Linked DNA regions of Cricetulus griseus: region 1 is linked to region 2. A link is a contact called in public Hi-C data. All regions are on one chromosome and are shown on one strand. The core of a region is the stretch at or near the end of the contact, and the rest is flanking DNA. Distances in the headings are between cores, read along the strand shown.

The links. A called contact is a pair of places that touch in the nucleus more often than the background predicts.
Region 1: a contact with region 2 is called in a Hi-C map of liver, with 8 times the contacts expected there. The contact joins two enhancer-like sites. A contact is called at or near these places in 4 of 8 Hi-C or Micro-C datasets (the CHK-Q cell line, the CHL-YN cell line, fibroblasts and 1 more).

Annotation. Positions count from the first base shown.
Region 1 is chr6:6,153,716-6,160,011 of CriGri-PICRH-1.0, reverse strand. No RefSeq gene overlaps it. Among named protein-coding and RNA genes, the nearest start is that of Pck1, 21 kb to the left of the region's middle. Within about 2 kb of position 4,916, at least 1 of the 6 cell types and tissues checked has open chromatin away from gene starts, as enhancers often do.
Region 2 is chr6:5,470,591-5,477,171 of CriGri-PICRH-1.0, reverse strand. No RefSeq gene overlaps it. Among named protein-coding and RNA genes, the nearest start is that of Ankrd60, 13 kb to the right of the region's middle. Within about 2 kb of position 3,066, at least 1 of the 6 cell types and tissues checked has open chromatin away from gene starts, as enhancers often do.

The sequences.
Region 1 (6,296 bases), core at 3,667-6,166, 680 kb before region 2:
GTCTCCTGAGTCTGTCACTACATAGGTTGCAACCCCCTCTCCCACCTCTGCCAAAGGACTGTTCAGACAGCACTGGCTGACTCTCTGTTGTTATCGTTGGCCACCATGCCAACTGTGAGCCCTTTTCTGGTGATGTTCCAGAAGCCATGTTCCACCCCAGGGCCTTTGCACTGACTGTCCCCGTTTCTTGGACTCCATCTGAACATAGATGCATGTCCTCTGACTTGGGCAGCAGCCAGCCTATGTGATCAGGTGCTGGGAGCATTGTCATGGTGACCCCATTGACTCTCAACCAAGAAACAGACTCAACTAGAGTGTGCAACTTGCTCAAGGGCACAGCTGGGGACAGAGAAGAGGCCTGCCTCAGCTGGAGTCTGTGGACCAGGCCTCTGCCCAGTGAGGAAGCTTCTGGCCTCAGGGGAGGTTGTGAGAGGCAAGGCCTACATCTGGGGAGTCGCATTTTTCCAGTTGGGCAAAAGGAGAGTGCTGTCATCCCCTGAGGCACCTCTTTCCTAATGCTGGGTTCCTTTCTCCCATGGCACAAACCAGGAGAGCCCCCAGGACACACCAGCACAAGGTGAGCACAGCCCCAGTGAGGAAAGAACCAAGCCAGCATCCCCATGGCAACTGCACTGTCAACCAAGGGCAGAGCCCCCTCCCCAGGTGGCTGTCTTCTCACCCCCAAGCCAATATCCCCTTCGTTAAGGGCAGGGCTCTTTCCCGGGGTGTCTCTTGTGGGTCCTGCCTGCAGTTCTGATGTCTCTTAGCAAACCCTGAAGCCATAAGGACCCCAAATACCCCATCTAAAGCTGCTTTCCCTTGATTCCCCCCCCCCCCCACAGAGGCAAAAGTTTCTTGTTCTAAACTTCGGAAGAGCCTTAGCAACCCAGGCACGTCCTGGGCAGACAAGTGCGTCATGGAAAACTTGGAGCTTGCTGATTGGCTGGTCCCTGCTGCAGCGATGCGAGTCCCTGAACACTCAGGAAAACAACATAATGTATTCCTGTCTGCAGCTCGGAGCAGGAGCTCATTTCGTGTCTTGTGTTTCCATTTCCCGAGGATTAATAAGTGTGGAGGGGACGCGGGCTTCGTGCCGAATATTTATTTAGTCAATATACACATCAATTTAGCAAATTAGAGATTGCAAGCCATTTCTGAGCACTGCTGTAAAAATAATAGCTGTGCTTTAACTGGTAATGGGTTTGGGGGAGGATGGCCGCTACGTGCTTGGCACTGAAGAAGGACACACAAGTTTAGTTTGCCGAAGTTCACAAAAAGCCTGAGTCACTGTGGTTGTTTGTGAAGCAGGAGATAGCTAGATGCAGGAGCCATTGCCAATGAAGAAGCACAGGGTCTCTGAGGGGACCAGGAGGGTCCTGAGACACAGTGGGAGGGGACAAAGAGGGTCCCCAGCCACAGTGGGTGGGGAGAGGAGGGTCCCCGGTTACAGTGGGCGGGGAGAGGAGGGTCCCCAGCCACAGTGGGCGGGGAGAGGAGGGTCCCCAGCCACAGTGGGCGGGGAGAGGAGGGTCCCCAGCCACAGTGGGCGGGGAGAGGAGGGTCCCCAGTCACAGTGGGAGGGGAGAGGAGGGTCCCCGGTTACAGTGGGCAGGGAGAGGAGGGTCCCCGGTTACAGTGGGAGGGGAGAGGAGGGTCCCTGGTTACAGTGGGAGGGGAGAGGAGGGTCCCCAGTCACAGTGGGAGGTGAGAGGAGGGTCCCCGGTTACAGTGGGAGGGGAGAGGAGGGTCCCCGGTTACAGTGGGAGGGGAGAGGAGGGTCCCCGGTTACAGTGGGAGGGGAGAGGAGGGTCCCCGGCTACAGTGGGAGGGGAAAGGAGGGTCTTGAGATGCAGTGGGAGGGGAGAGGAGGGTCCCCAGGCACAGTGGGAGGGGACAAAGAGGAGTCAGACACAGTGGGAGGAATGAGGGAGACTCCATCCCCTCTTCCCCCAGCTGTGTGGGCAGGGTTTGGAGACTAGCACTATGGATAAACCAGATGGTTTGTTCTCCAAGAGAGGACAGTCCTAGCTGTGACAATCCCAAATGAACCCAGACATAGGCTTTTTCGGAGTCTCCTTCAATGGATGAAGGAGGGCAGGGTCTCCAGGCTGCATGTTTTCTGTCTTATGGAGACCCCACCTGTGAGCCAGATCTGTAGCCTGCAGGACACTAACATGCAGTCACCATAGGTGGGAAGACGGAGGCTCAGAGCACATGGCTAATCTGGGGACTGAGCTGGCCCCTGGTCCTTGGGAGGAGCTGCATAGACCCTGCCCCTCTATTCTCTCAAATGTCCCCTCTTCTGAACCCCCTCCCCATGGCCTGGGCTGGCTACCTTCCTGATCCATAATCCTCAGTTCCTGCTGAGTTCTCTATAGGCCTTGGCCTGTGTGGGGCAGAATGCCTGTACCCAAACTGGGCTCCTGTCTGTTGAAGAGTAAGGGCCCACCTAGGGTGCTTCTCCAAGTTTGGCCCTTGTGTTTCCCCAGCCCCTGGCTCTGCACTGATGAGCCAAAGACCTCCAAGCCAGCTCCTGTCCACTCACAAAGCAGAGCTGCCTGCTGCCCACACCACCCATCAGCCTCATATTTGGGGGAAGGCAAACAGTCCTTACATTTAGCTTCTAGGCACATGGACTCGTGCCCGAGTGCTGTCCAGCAAGATGTAAATGGAGGAGTCATGTGTGTGGTTTTCCAGAGAGTGCCTCCACATCCACGTCTTCCCTGGTGGCCAGGAAGGGGACCTGATGGCTGGAACACCAGCAGCCACGCTGGATTATGAAGCAGAAGTATTGTGCTAAGTATAGAGGGCCTCAAGGAAGAGGGGAGCTGGTTTTCAGTGATTTCTAGGTGTCGTCTCGATTCTCCTCTCCTTCCCTCTAGGATTTTATCACCCGGAGATGAAAAAACTCATTTGGTATAAGCTGTTTATGCTGGTTAGTTTTAAACATCAACTTGACACAACCTGGGAAGAGACTCTTCAAAATAAATCCATAACGAATTATCTACATCAGGTTGGGAATGTCTGGAGGGGACTGTCTTGATTGCTATCGAGGCAGGAAGACTCAGCCCACTGTGGGCGACACCAGTCCCTAGGCCAGTGTCCTGAACTGCACAATGATGGAGAAATCAGACTGTGAGCAAGCATACATTCATTTCTCTCTGCTTTTGACCACAGGTGTGATGTGACTAGCTGCTTGAAGTCCCTGCCTTGACTTCCCCACAATGATGAACTACAACCAAGATTTGTAAACTGAGGCAAACCTCTTGATCCTCTAAGTTGCTTTTTGATGGGGTGTTTTATCACAGCAAAAGAAATGAAACAGGACAGAAGTTGGTACGGAGGAAGTGGGGTTGTTGCTGTGATTAATCTGAAATTTTTTTAAAGCTTTACTTATTTGTGTGTGTGTATGGGGTTTTGCCTGCGTGTATGTCTATGCAAATCTCTCTCTCTCTCTCTCTCTCTCTCTCTCTCTCTCTCTCTCTCTCTCTCTCTGTGTGTGTGTGTGTGTGTGTGTGTGTGTAGTACCTGGAGAGGCCAGAAGAGGATGCCAGATACTCTACAACTGGACCTAGAGATGTTGGTAAATTTTATGTAGGTGCTGGGAACCGAATCCAGTTCTTCTGCAAGAACAAGTGCTCTTAACCATCTCTCCAGTCCCCCATATATTTTTTGAGGGGAGGAATGTGGAAGACTCTGGACTGAGAAAGCTGTTGGATTAGGTGGGCATGGTGCTGACCTGGACCTATGTCATGTGATGCTGGAATGGCACCGTGGGCAGAGGGGGCCCACTGGTACAGCCCTTTGCCTGTCCAGGTGTGTCAGGTGCCAGGTATGAGCACCGCCTTCACACCCATCTGTAAATGCTCTATTTGTCCCTATTGTTGCTGTCACCTCACTGGGTGGTGGCCATAGCATGCCCTGTCCCCTGGGCCTGGATCTCTGAGCCTGCTGTAGCTGCTCCACACTCATGGGTGGTTTCTCACAGTCCTCACATGGAAAGACTGCCAAGGACAGTGGCGAAGCCTCAGTTCCCCTGGAGCAGCCTTCAGCTCCAAATGCTCATGGACTGTTCCCAGTGCCCTGAGCATGAAGCCGCAGACCTACCATCTCCAAGCTCCTCCTGGATCCCCACTTGTGCCTAGCATTTTGGGGTCCTCTCTTGTGTTCACAACAAAGGCGTTGAATCTGCCCATTGAAGCCTCTCAAAGCCCCTGACATGGAAGAACTGTCTACCCCTAATTTGAAGACATGGAGGGAGTTAAGTCAGGGCTCAAGAACACACAAGAAGTAGTAGAATCAGGATTTGAACCCAAACAGCCTGGCTCTCTAACCTGTGCTGCAGTTGCAGGTCACTCTGGTTTCTGGCTGGAAGTCAGAGTGGGCCTCAGTGTGCACAGACCAGAGATGCAGTAGTAACTGGTGGAGACCCTAGATAGGGCGGCCTGGCTCCAGGGTCTCCCTCCAGGACAAGGCTGCCCCGCAGATGATGGGCTTGGAATTTTTAAGCTGTGGAGAGGAGGGATGACTGTCGCAGGAAGGGGTTTCAGGGAGACAGGGCCAACTCAGACCACCGATCTGGAGACAGGCAGGAAGCTGGGTAAGGAGGAGAGGCCAGCAGGAACACAGGTTCTTGGCCTTTGCCGCCACTGGGCCAGGGTTCCAGTGGGAGCTCTCTGAGGTGAATCTAGGGCCTTGGTTCTAGTGGCGCTGTCCCTCTGTGGGTGCTGTGACTCTTCCAAAACAAAAATCTCTCTGGAGGACCCATCTGCCCTGGAGGACAAAGCCTGCCCTGGAGAGCTCGGAGAGGCGGTGTCCATGCCAGAGTCCAGCATCTAGCTCCTGGCCCATGAAAGGATGGAATTCTGCACTCCCCAAGATCTCTGCCCCAGCAGGGGCAATCTGGTTGGAGCCGGCCCATTCCAACTGCTGTGTTGTCCTAACTGGACAACAAGTCTGTGCTCAGTGAATAACAAACTCCCCGAGAGGGCTGAAGACCTAGGGCTGAACTCGGCAGCCACATTGCAGCTTTGCACAAAGCTCCTGGGAGAGCCACCTGCTGGCTGTCCTGAGTACTACACTAGGGTGGAAACAGCTATGAGTGTCCATACTGGCGAGCGGACTTGTCCTCGTGTTTTGATGAAAATCCGGGGGTTGTTGCTGTTATTATTGTTGTTAACACGTTTTGCTATATAGTTCTGGAGCATCTGGTACTCACTCTGCAGCCCAAGCTGACTTTCAACTCACAGCAGTCCTTCTGTTTCAGTGCCCTGAGTGCCAGGATCAGAAGCATGCACCCCCACAGCTGGCTCCAAGCAATCTGATTATGTTTTTTCCGAACATGACAGCTGAGTGGTTAAGAACATCAGCTGTCCTTTTAGAGGACCTTGGTTTGATTCCCAGCATTGGCATGGTGGTTCACAAACCTCTGGAACTCCAGTTCCAGGAGGATCTGGCGCCCTCTTCTGGCGTCTGCCAACACCAGGCATGATGTGAGTGGCGCACACACATTCAGGCAAAGCCATACACATAAAATCATGGACTTTTTTAAAAAAAAGCATGCTGTAGTCATTTTATTGGTGGAGGGCAGTATTCATACACCCACACAAGCCACCTTCAGTCCTATATCCTGGTCAGTGTAGGCAGTGGGGAGAGAGGCAAAAGCAAGCAGCTGTAGTCTGGGCAATTCTGCTGGGGCTCCAGCTGGTTCAACAGGAGGGGACACACAACCCTGCCATCCATACTGAAGACGGTGGGAGAGGGAGTCACTGTCCACAAGCACAGCCACAGATGCACTTTCCAGAGAGAGGAGTGCCTTGGCTGGGGTTTTCCTATCACACTGAATGAGCTGCTGGGTTCTAGAAACATCCAGACTCCTTGGTCGCCCTCTGCTGGGAGCACAGAACCGCTAGTGCCCCTTGCTTCCTGTCCATTCTGAGTATGTACCCAAAGCCATAGAACATGGGAGCTGGAATAACTTTCAAACACCACAGTGCTGCTGTTCAGTGTCTAACTCCACAGTTGACTGCTGACATTGCCAGGGCATAAAGGAGAGAAAGGAAGGCCAGGGATGCCCACCTTGGTAGCTTGGACCTGCAGGCTGGCCCTGTAGACCCCAGGCCATGCTGGACATAGTCAACAAGGACAGTCTCCAATGCCCTGGGGGTGGAGTGGGGGTGGTAAAGCCATGTGTGCACAGTGTTCCCATGTGCTGAAATGCTCTCAGCCCCCAAGTTCCTGATACCCCTGCAGCTGGCTCAAAGGGTTGTGCCCATATTATCTCTTGATAATATGGG
Region 2 (6,581 bases), core at 1,817-4,316:
TGGACATCAAAGTTTGGATTTATGAGCCCACCATGGTGGTGCACTCCTTTAATCCCAGGACTCAAGAAGCAGAGGCAGGTGGATTCTGTGAGTTTGACGCCAGCCTTGTCTACATATTGAATTCCAGGATATCCTGAGCTACATAATAGAGAGACCTTTAAAGCTAGCTGTCTCTTACTCTTGACCCTGAGACCATGATTCCTAAGCCCCTGGAAGACCATTGAGTAGAAGTCAGGTAGCCTGGACTACATGAAACACTATCTCCAAAAAGTAATTAGAAAACACCAAAAAGTAAACGTACTTTTCAACTAGCTGGGAGTCCATTTGTGGTCTCCAGGCGACACCTGGTGGTAGCTCCATTTCGGGATTGCAGTTGCAGTTCCCAGCTGCGCCACCTGGCAGACTCCAACTCCAAGCTGGCCTGGGAGAGCTTCCTTTCAGAATCCAGGAATTGGGGGCTTTAAAGAGTTGTGGGACCTCTGAGGGGTGGTTCCTGCCACTGTGACTGTCTTAGGTACCCAAAAGGAGTCTGGGGAGTCTATGCACCATCCTTCAGTCTGCATCGCATGACGGACGGTGCGCTGTTCCACAGACACGTTCAGGGTACAGACACGTTCAGGGTACAGACACGTTCAGGGTACCCCAGTTGACCGGTGCCCGCTTAATGCTTTCAGAGCCTATGCTCCTACCTCAATGCTTGGAGAAGGCTCACACAATAGTGCACTTGCAATACCTTGGAAGGGCTCAGTGAACCACTACCGTTGTTCCTTTCTTCCCTTTTTGTGTGTACCCATGAACATGATTGTGTGTGTGTGGGACTGTGTGTGTGTGTGTGTGTGTGTGTGTGTGTGTGTGTGCTCGTTTGTGTGTTCATGTGTATGTACCTGTTGCATTGTGTGTGTGTGTGTGTGTGTGACTGTGAATGTGTGGTTTGTGTGTGTGTGTGTATGCTCATTTGTGTGTTCATGTGTATGTACCTGTTGCATTGTGTGTGTGTGTGTGTGTGTGTGTGTGTGTGTGTGTGTGTGTGTGTGTGTGTGTGTGTGTGTGTGTGTGTGTGTGTGTGTGTGTGTGTGTGTGTGTGTGGTGTGTGTGTGTGTGTGTGTGTGTGTGTGTGTGTGTGACTGTGTGGTGTGTGTGTGTGTATATGTGTGTGTGTGTGACTGTGTGTGTGTATGCTCATTTGTGTGTTCATGTGTATGTACCTGTTGTATTGTGTCTGCATTTGTGTGCGTGTGTCACACATGCACCTGTGGAGGGTAAATGTCCACAGCAGTGTTTCTCCTCAGGTGCCATCCACACTGCTTTCTGAAACAGGCTCTCTCACTGACCTGGAACTCACATAAGTAGTCCAGATTGACTGGCCAACAGACTCTGCAGATCCAGTCTCCACTGCCCCAGTACTGGGCTCACACGCCCTGTGATATCTGCCTTATTACTTGGTTTCTGGGAATCCAACCTGACCCTCCATGAAGTACTGATGGGCCCAGCTCTGCAACCCTCAGCCTCTTTGGCATCAGTTTTTTGGTGCTAAACTTCACATGGACAGGCATGTGCAGGGTGTTTGTTTACAACTGTAATTCAGGGATTGTGTGCATATTTCCAGCCCTGAGAGCCACATCCTGGGCAATCTAGTGTGACTACATCTTGGTCTATACTTACTGCATACAACACAAGATCATCTTAAAAAAAAAAAAAAAGCAGAACACAACAAAATACAAACAAACAAAAAACCAGGATCTCATGTAGGCCAAGATGACCTGGAGCTCACCATGTAACTGAGGGTGTCTTTGAGCTTCAAATCCTCCTGCATCCACGTCCTAAATGCTGAAATTACTTGTGTGAACATCCACACCCATTTTTAGAGAGCTCCGGATCATGACTAGGGCATCAAGCATGCTCGGCAATAGCTCAATCACTGAATGAACCACATCTCAGGTCCCTCAATGGCTTTGAATGAACTACATCTCAGGTCCCTCAATGGTTTTTTAAATGAAAAGTGTGGGGGTGTGGCGGTGTGGGAGAGTTGGGGGGATGAGGGGAATGTGGGGTGTGGGTGTAGGGGGGTATGCGTAGGGGTATGTGTGGGATGTGTGGGTGTAGAGTGTTATGGGGTGTGTAGGATGAGTGAAGGGTGTATATGGGATGTGTGGGGTGGGGGGGTTGTGGGGGTGTGTGGGATGTATGGGGTGTGTTTGGTGTGGGGGTGTGTGTATGGGGTGTGTATGGGGTGTGTATGGGGTGTGTATGGGGTGTGTGGGGGTGTGAGTGTGTGGGGTGTGGGGGGTGTGAGTGTGTGGGATGTGTGGGGTGTGTGGGGTGTGTGGGATGTGTGAAGGGCGTGTGTGGGGTGTGTGTGGGGTGTGTATGGTGTGTGGGGTGTGTGTGGGGTCTGTGTGCTCTATCTGTATAAGTCTATGCAATATATATTGCATAAATATATGCAGTGACCCGAGCGTCCAGCAGAGGGCAGCAGATCCTGCAGAGCTTGAGTCACAGGTGGTTTTGAGCTAGGAAATGAAGTCTGGCTCTCTGTAACGGCAGCAGCCCTTTTAACTGCATTCCTCCAACCCACATTCTTTCAAAAGCTGCAAAATATGGCCACAACATCCCTGCTTGTGGCATTGGAAATATTTCCAAGGCCTTGTCGTCCTAGCCAGCTGTTTCAACATTTGTAAACATGCCTTGTACCCTGGTACTTCTACAGAAGTGGGGTGGTTGGGACCAGATTGGGCATTTGGACAGGAAATGAGCAATTTTACAAGGATATGGGATTCTCAAAAGGCCCCTGTGATATTACACACACACACTGCCCCAGATGTTATTGGTAATTTTCCCCCATTTTAAATTTAGGATGTATAGCAACCAAACAGGTCAAGGATGACACTATTGGGGTGCAGTGTCATGTTTCCCTAGGGCAGCTGGGCCTTCTTGTTCCACGGCCAGATGTGGGCTCCTGGAGCGATGGAGACCCCTTTCAGGATGTCACAAGGGCTATACACATGCCTACCAGGCTTATTTTGCAGACAGTTGCCGCAGAGAGTGGAATTTTCCTCTGCCTGAGAGCCTGCTGTTCCCCTGCAGTGGCTCTGGCCTGGGGGCGCTCTAAGTGCAGCTGAGAAATCTTTGCACTTTAATGTCCAGACCAGCAACTTTACAGGAAATTATTAATCTCCCACTTTGGGAATTATTAGTTCTGGATGGAGACTCTTATTGTATAAGGTTTGCTGAGGATTTATGAGTCCCTCTGGAATCCGGGAGGGGATCGATTCTCAGCGAGCAAACATTTTAAGCAAATTAAGTGTTGGTGGTATAATAATACAAATAATGCCTGCCGTTTTTCAAGTGTCTGCTTTGAGCCAGGAGTTCCATCTCTCTTGCAGTGAAGGGGCAGATTTTATTACCCCCAAACCCTCCACATGAGGCCGCTGAGACCCCCCAGAACTGTCTCTGGTAGCCCTAATGCCACACATTGGGGGGCAGAGGAGTCTTGTCAATCACCTTTACCAGACCACAAAGCCAACCCTCCTGCTCATCAAGGGGTCGGTATAGCAGGCAATTCTCACGGCTGTTTCTTCCGACAACGTGAGTAGTGCTTGCTTAACACAGGAGGACAAGACCTGTGTATACCACGGATGGAGGGAGCTGAGGGTGTCAGGAGGTGGCCATCGGGCCTGCAGCCACACAGCTGATGAGAAGGAGAAGGGCTGAGAAAATGGCTCCATCAGTAATGTTTACTGTGCAAGCATGAGGACCTGGGTTTGAGCCCCAGACACCCCATGAAGGACCCCAGCATCAGGCCTGGAGACATAGCTCAGTGGTTAGAGTGGTTAGGTGCACTGGCTGTTCTTGTAGAGGACCCAAGTTCAGTTTCCATCATCCACATGGTGGCTCACAACCATCTGTAACTCCTGTTCCAGGGGATTCAACACACTTCTCTGGCCTCTGCAGGCTCCAGGCACACGTGCGGCACACAGACATTACATGAAGGCAAAACACTATACATAAAAAATTTATTTTGAAAAAAATATCCATCATGATGGTAGGGCAAAACACTTGTGATCCATTGCTAAGGAGGCAGAGCCAAGCAGATCCTTAGGACTGGCAGCTAGCCTGGTCCTATTTGGTGAGTTCCAGGCCAGCTAGACACCTTACTCAAAAAAAAAAAAAAAAAAAAAAAGTTATAGTTGGAGGAACACCATTGCCTGTGGAAGTCTGTTCTACTTGGGTCTCAAGTAGAGGCCAGAGAGGCTCCGTGTAGACTAACACAAAGTAAGGCTTCCTAAGGTCTACACTGTAGAGAGAATGGAATGGGGTCAACCTGCTCACCCAGTGCTCAGTATAAGCCCAGGCAGGGTCAAGAGGGACCCTTACCCTACTCTCTCGAAACCCTGGGCTAGTAAGCATAGAGGAAGCTCCAGATGTATGATACTGGGAAGCTCTACTGTCTGCTCATGACACTTGGGAAGACTAGGCTCACCATCTCAGTCCTGAGTAAGTCATACAGCCTACTCTCTTTAACCTGTAGTTTGTCTTTAAACTTTCCACTGTGCTGGCTTCAGTGACATAGGCCAGCTGCAATGACCACTGCAGGGCCGACCGGAAGGTGGGTCTGGAGACTCACTCAGTGAGGAGAAGAGAGCATTAGTCTCTGGACACTGACTTTGAGAACCCTCGTAGCCAAGTCAAATGGAAACACAGTGCCCAGTGTAACCATCAATTTTGCTGTGTCATCCTGCAGGACTGACTTTCCAGAGCTATTTCCTGGGCTGCAAGATGAAGGGATGAGGAAGGTTGTTTGACTGTTGCCTTGCATGTCCTCAAGGACACACTAGAGCACTTCCCCAGGGCACTTAGGTTCCAGGGCTAGTTGGTCATCAGAGTTCGGTGGCCAGAACTGAAGAGAGCCCAGGAAAGACACCAAGTGGACATTCTTCCGTTTGTCCTTCTCTCAGCAGCCCCACCATGGTTTCCAGTGCTTCAGCAAGGCTCCCAGGCAAGGTCTCAAATGACTTGTTGGGTGCTTCTCAATGGTTCTAGCAGCCTTGGGGACAGGAGCAGGAATGGTTCTCATCCATCCTCTACAGGACACCTTTGGCTCCGAGAAGTGAAGACCCACTCAGAACCTTGAGCATGAAGGGCCCCACTATCCCCTGCTCTGTGCCCCCAACCCCACACATGTAAGGTCCCTGGTGACTGGAAGGCCAGTCCCATGAGGTCACAGATGTAGGGGAACCAAGGTCCTCTCCATACAGAAAGTGTCCCCCGTACAGACCATGGTTCTCTTAACATTCTAGAGCTGCTCCAGGGCATGGGCCAGCAAGGCTTTTTTTAGCTCCTACGGGAACAGTGAAGATGAACCTTCCCTTGATTTCCCTTTGTTAGTTCCTGATTATGAACAACAAAACACTCTTCAAAATAAGTGTGGAAAGCATTAACTCCAAATGTAACATTCTACTGAGCAATAGCAGATCAGTTGGCAGAGCTGTTGATATACCTCACATGGCCTGTAATGGGCTGCTGTTTCTATGTGACTTGCAGGTGTGTATGTATGTGTGTGGGGTGTGTGTGTGGGGGGGGTGAGTGTGTGTGTGTCTTCACAGTGCTGAGAAGGGAATCCAGGGTTTTGTGCATGCTAAGCAAGCCCTCCACACCTAAGTTGTACCCCAAGACCCAATGCAAGGTATTGAGGCTGTCTCTAATGAAGTGTCCTCAGAACCCAGGAGAGTGTCCAAGTGACCCTACCCCAGACTCAAGAAAATGTCACCACAGAAAGCCTGATGCCAACGGATGTCTAGCCAAGTATCTAATTGAATTGGGGTAAATGGAGTGCTTGTCTCCAAAAGTGTGGGTCCTCATGCCAGGCCATTGGCTCTTCCAATAACAAAGACTGCTTAGCAAGCTCCTGGCAAACACAATACTTGGAGGGACTCCACTTGTTAAGTTAAAAGGGTACCCATAAGTCACTCCCCTCCTTGCACCTCATTAGCTAAGTGACCCGACCCAATGGGTGGGGGTTGTTTAATGTCTGCCTATTGACTTTGGAGCATGCCTGCCAAAATTAAGATCTCAGTTTGACATTCTTAATGCTGAGATGTGCTTTTCTGACTCTTTATTTGTCAAATAGATGGCTGAACCCAGGCACAGCCACGTTGGCTGGTGTAAGACCATTGTCAACAAAGGTCTTACTTGCTGTGACACCAGGAAACACAGGCCATTAATTTTAAAGTAAGGCCTAGTTGTTGGGACATTGCAAAGAAGGGCAGCCAGGGTGCAATGTCAGTCTCATCCGCTTCCACCTCAAGCAACTTGATGAGTGGCCAAGAGACCTTTGACATATACATGGATTCCAGAACTTGTGCTGTGGTTCAGGGATTCAGGAAAACATATGGCCCACCGGGAGTAACAAGGTGGACATTGTGCGTCACTACAAGGCCTGTGGCTGTCCCCAGACTGCAGCTGTAGAACTGGGGGTCATCCTAATGGGGACCCAGGTCCATTCTAGCACTTTCCCGGGGTGGGGGTCATCCTAATGGGGACCCAGGTCCATTCTAGCACTTTCCCGGGGTGGGGGTCATCCT